Regions from separate parts of the Bombyx mori genome. Here region 2 is linked to region 1. The links are chromatin contacts, called in public Hi-C maps. All regions are on one chromosome and are shown on one strand. The core of a region is the stretch at or near the end of the contact, and the rest is flanking DNA. Distances in the headings are between cores, read along the strand shown. Region 1 holds the start of LOC101746096 (nucleolar MIF4G domain-containing protein 1 homolog). Region 2 overlaps LOC101745952 (phosphatidylinositol 3,4,5-trisphosphate 3-phosphatase and dual-specificity protein phosphatase PTEN).

Region 1 (2,775 bases), core at 255-2,754:
CCACCATCATTCCTGCACACTATAATAGTATTTTAATAAATAAATATTAAGGAAGCTGTAGCTTGCTCAAAGGTGCTTTTAATTTTAATCTAGTCCGAAATTGTTATAGCAGAATCCCCGACCGTCACACATTTGTGAATTTTTGATAGACAAAGTCTAACTTTTTTATTAGTTTGACAACTAATACTAGGGCTGCAGAGGTAATTTCCCCTTAGTTATCTCCAAATCTCCCTAAAATCTTTTTATCTCAATTTAACACCTTGTAAAAAAATACATTCCAAGTTTTGTAGTCTATTCTAAGATTTAATAAACAGTGTGGACAATTTTTTACTGGGTTTTCAGTTCGTACGGAACAAGAAAATTTTCATCGTGAAATACGAAATTTTCGTGATAATCTCTGATGTGCTCGTCGAGTATCACGCCGACGCCGCAGCGTAACCATATTGGTTTTTAAAGGTCACAAATACCAATTTAACTACGGCAATATTATTTAATATACGTTCACGAACAAAGTCTGATGATCAAAAGCGCAAATGTATATTTTTTTACTTATTGCTTGCATGAGTGAACGAGCCTACAGCAGAGTTTAACATACTCCCTAAGAACACTCCAAAACTGGCAAAGATTATATTGTACTTAACGGTGCTTGCGAAGAGCTATAAATTGTCCTATGCATCCTGTGTGTGTAAATTATCCGTGAATTACCTTGTTTATTCAATTTATGTTTCTTTTGGAGTAAATAAGTTCCTCACACACAGGATTGCACGAAATCCCAATAGTCAGGGGCGCTAGCTTTACCACTTTACCATTTGTACAATAGAAATTGCTTCGGTTTCTCAAAAATATTAGGCTCTGCACGCTATGCTCTTTTCACCTGTCCAGTGGAGGAATCTAAAAAAAGGTCTATGGTTTTGGCAATGAAGTAGGAAACCTATGGAAATGAAACGTCAACCAAAATTTCGTGCCACTGTGACGTCATCTGGCCACAAAACATGGCGGCTTTAGTGCTGTACAAAAGATTTCAATGTTATCAGGTTTTATCGATAAACGTTCTTGGCTCATTTTATTTTAAATATTGTTGAGTATTATTTATTTGTAGAATTTATACTTTAATGGGAAGTAAGTAGGTATATTGCTATGTGCAAATATGATATGATTTAGATGGGTGAAATCTAAGACAAGTTCGTCCTTCGAATTTGCCAAGTAAACGATATGATGATTTTTAAAAGTTGCTACACTGATTTTATAAAGTTGACGTTTGTCGCAAAACATAAAGATATGGCGTAGTTCAAAGCCATCTGCCCATTTCTAGCATGCTAAATGTTATCGTATTTTGAGTACGTGTTTTTCTTAGACTATTACAATCTATTTTAATTGTTTTGCTGACTCTAAAGTCCGTAACATACTACCGCAGCGCACCCCAAGGAAGGTGCGCCGCACCATTTGAATCACTTTCGCTTGAGAGTGATTCAAATTTTAAACTTATCAAGGGACCGCGTGAAAAAAAAAAACCTACAGAACATTTATTCATTAATTACAAACGTCATTCCTTGTGACTTCCTCTCTAAAATCACTTAATTATTAAATATTTAACAAATTTACAATAGTGTTTTACTCATTGCGGAATAAATCTATTTTATTTAAATAGTTCCGAAGAGATTTTGTCGGTAGCCTTTTTCCCGAAATATCTAAACAGAATGTCTAAATATGTTTTGATGACATATTTTAAAGTGGTATTTATGATTAGTGTCATGATCAATAGATTCCGACCGAAAAATGGATTTTTCGGATGAGGGCTCCATAATGAATTTAAATACATATAGATAATAGTTTTAGGACATCGACTTTCTTGAGATCCTATAATATACGTTTTAATTATTATTTTTGTATGTTTTAAGCATGATAAATTATGAAATTTTATATAATCAATCATATTAAATCGATATCATAGTCAATAAATAATGTACAACCCAAAACAGACAGCCGAACTGATGTGACAATGACATTTGGTTTTAAACATGGCGGATTTTCGGCCTCATTAGACAGAGACGGAGACATTTACGTATATTCAAGTTTCATTTTATGTACGCACTGAAATACTGTTATATTGTTTTCCTGCGAGTTAAAGTGCTGAGTAAGAACGAGATAGATATATGTTTATGTATGTGCCTTCAAAATGGGTGCTATTTATATAAGCAATTGTACGTATAGAACAATATGTCGTGTCCCTACTATAAAGGTCTATGGGTTTTGGCCATAGATTGCTTTATGTTGTCAACAATGTCAAGTGTCAGAAATAATAATTGCTGTAAGTGTCAGGCAAATGGTCAAATCAAAATAATAGTAACCTAAAAAAATTGCCCAAACTTTTCTTAAACATCAAACCAACCTAACAATGAAGAAAAAACCTGTGCCTCGTTTAAAGTTTGAAAATAGTCGTAAGACTATACGCAAACAGAAAAGGCAGCAAAAAAAAATTCATCGCCAAGAACATTATTTGAAGAAAAAAACCCCACAACCGTCTATAATTCATCCCCAGCATACTCCGGGAAGGTTCGTAAAGAGACCAGCAGATGGACAAGATACTACAGAAATGAAGGTTTTTAAATTTCTAACTTTTAAGCAATATTAAGGAATTTTTCTAAGGAATTTTAAACTCACAAAGTTTTACCTATAAATATATTATATTTTTAAAGATAACTAGGTAATACTAATGCGGATGCTGTCATATTAAAATAAAGTATCAATTAAATTAATTTAGGAATCTATTATCAG
Region 2 (2,700 bases), core at 34-2,533, 95 kb after region 1:
TGCCTGTTATTGAACATGGTATGAGAAACAGGTTCCACAAGGTTCGTCAGGACTGTATTTTGATACACAACTGCATTCGTTTTTACACCTTTCTCACAAAAATGTACCTCTGTTAAGCCCCAATAAGAAACTCCCAACCATACCATGAGCGAGGATGGAAAATGACCTCGTTGGACACGCGGAATACGGTTGCTCGCTTCTTCACTACTGTGTGCGTACACCTTATCATTCTGTTTGTTGTAGCTCTCTTCTACGGTAAAAATTTTTTCATCCGAAAAAATAATTTCCCGAATTTTTTTTCCCGCGTACCGCTTCAACAAAGCGCGGCATCTCTTCAGTCTCAGGTCCATTAGACGAGCATTCAAACGATGTCCTGTTTTTCTTCGATATGCCCGAATCCCTAAGTCTTCATTTAACACCCTTTTCACCGTGGTTCTGCTTAACCCCATCTGAAGGGCCAACAGTTTCTGCTTACGTTTGGGATTTCTTTGAATTCGCGCCTTCACAGCTTTTATCACTGCTGGAGTTCTAACAGACCGAGGGCGACCACTTCTTGACCTGTCATCTACACTAGAGTCTTCATTGTATCATTTGATGGTACGATAAACGAATCTTTTGGTTATATTAAAATTTTTCAGTATGTTAAAAATTTGAATTGGCGCGTAACCGCAACGATGCACCGCAATAACTGCAACACGGTCTTCTTTAAGCGTCCACTCCATATTTAAAAATGCGTAAAAATCCTAAAAGTATACATTTTTATTTTCATGAACAATTCGAAATTTGAATACAATAAACTTTTTTGTGGCCAGCATTCTAAAAGAAAAGTTTTTACTGTGTGACAATACTTATGACCTGACTAGTTATATATATTAAAAAAAATGACATCCCCGCTGAGTTTCTTGCCAGTTCTTCTCAGGACGGAGGCTAGTTTTTGTGAATTGGCGGTAGTTCTTTTTGACGTTCAACAAGTATGTGTATGTACTTTCATTTATGTTGAATTTTTATTTTATTTGTTTTGATTTGAATATGCAAACAGTGTGCTTAGTGCGAGTTTTTTAATGTTCGCGATAGCGTAAAAGCTAGCTCATATTTGTATGGAATGGGATCGTTTGCCTAAGTTTGCCGCTAGGGGCGCTGTTCCAACTGCACACAAAGTTGGATTAACTTTTATGCTATCGAGACCGTTAAAAAACTCGCACTAAGCACACACAGAAGGTTGAGTGAGTCGTGACGTGCGCGTGTCGGCAGGCGTGACGATACCGTCGCAGCGGCGCTACGTGGAGTACTACGGGGCGCTGCTGCGGTCGGGCGTGGCGTACCGGGCGGGCGCGGCGCGCGTGCAGGTCCGCGAGCTGCGCATGTCGCCGCCGCCCGCCGCCCACGTGCCCGCCGCCGCCGCGCCGCCCGACCTCGTGCTGTGCCAGGCCGACCCGCACGCCGACCCGCACAGCGAACACAACGTGCTCGTGCTCAAGGTCGGCCCGAACATCCCTAACTGACTTATATCTATCTAACTTTGACAAATACTATATGGGTTGTTAAGAGTTAAGTATGAATATGGAATATTATGGAAGGCTTTAGAGGTAGACCTAAGAAAAATGGATGGGATGCATGAAAGGCGATATGTGTAAGAGGGGAGTGAGCGGAGAAATTGTAGATGATAGGAGCCATGTCCTAAATATGTCGCGCCGTTCCCAGGTGACTGGGAGAAGGGCAGGAGAATGATGATGCTTATACCGATAATATTGGATATCAAACAAAACGTTTCACCTCAGACGCCGCCCGGATGCGTGGATGTGCAGCGAGACGAGAACAGCATCCGCATCTGCCTGACGCAGTGCACGCCGCTGTTCGGCGACATCAGGGTGGACGTCTACAACAAACCGAAGATGAAGATGCGCAAAGAGAAGCTGTTTCATTTCTGGTTCAACACGTTCTTCGTTACGGCCGAAGTCGGAGCCCAAAGAATACCGCCATTACCTGACAGTGAGCCTCAAACTATGACATTCCGATACTAAATTCAACAGGTTTGAAAACCGTCGACCCGCTCGAGGTTAAGTTGACCTCCCTCCCTCCGTGCGTCGTATTCCTCAGTGCTGAGGTTCGTGACCTTTACGGAGCACTTTTGTTAGGACTATGTTCCTCCATTCACTCCTGTCCGCCGCGCAGTGGATAGCGACATTGATGTTGGATTCCAAAGTCGTTTTAATCTGATCGGACCAGCGCATTGGACCTTAGCGGAGTTCATAAGTGGCGTAAGCGGTGGAAATTGTAAGAGTCCGTTTTTTTAGCGTTGAATAAATCGGCAATGTAAAGCGAATTGAATTTCCCGCGATACACGAATGTGTGGGTCAACCCACTATACACTGTCTACGTTGGGTCTTTAACCACCTAGCACCTACCACAGGCCTTTAATTACACGGGGCGTTGGCAATTCAATTGCTCATCGATTTCTTTTTCCTTTTAATTCTTTAACACATTGATTGCCATGTAGGTCACCGGTGCCCTAAACGGCGCATTCAAGTAATCATATCGTATTCTGCTACTAAGCGCCTGGATTGTCTAACTTTGCTTTGTCATATATAAATAGTTCTCGGTATCTTCGGATTCGTCTTTCCCAGAATCTACTAAATATTCCGGTGCTTTATTAAGAAGATCGAAAAGCGATATAATTACTACAGTGCGCCGCGTAGGGCA

The links. A called contact is a pair of places that touch in the nucleus more often than the background predicts.
Region 2: a contact with region 1 is called in a Hi-C map of middle silk gland, with 1.7 times the contacts expected there. The contact joins the enhancer-like site here to the promoter of LOC101746096 in region 1. A contact is called at or near these places in 4 of 7 Hi-C or Micro-C datasets (middle silk gland, midgut, posterior silk gland and 1 more).

What each region holds. Positions count from the first base shown.
Region 1 is chr3:12,985,646-12,988,420 of ASM3026992v2, forward strand. LOC101746096 (nucleolar MIF4G domain-containing protein 1 homolog) reads left to right here and starts at 1,505. Exons shown (of 14, transcript XM_038020168.2): 1 at 1,505-2,599. The coding sequence starts at 2,396. It overlaps LOC101739068 (outer mitochondrial transmembrane helix translocase), which reads right to left and starts at 293. Exons shown (of 8, transcript XM_004924350.5): 1 at 1-293. The coding sequence starts at 10.
Region 2 is chr3:13,081,183-13,083,882 of ASM3026992v2, forward strand. It overlaps LOC101745952 (phosphatidylinositol 3,4,5-trisphosphate 3-phosphatase and dual-specificity protein phosphatase PTEN), which reads left to right. Exons shown (of 9, transcript XM_012688860.4): 5 at 1,252-1,478; 6 at 1,779-1,989. Among protein-coding and RNA genes, the nearest start is that of LOC134201831, 18 kb to the right of the region's middle. Within about 2 kb of position 1,284, at least 3 of the 8 cell types and tissues checked have open chromatin away from gene starts, as enhancers often do.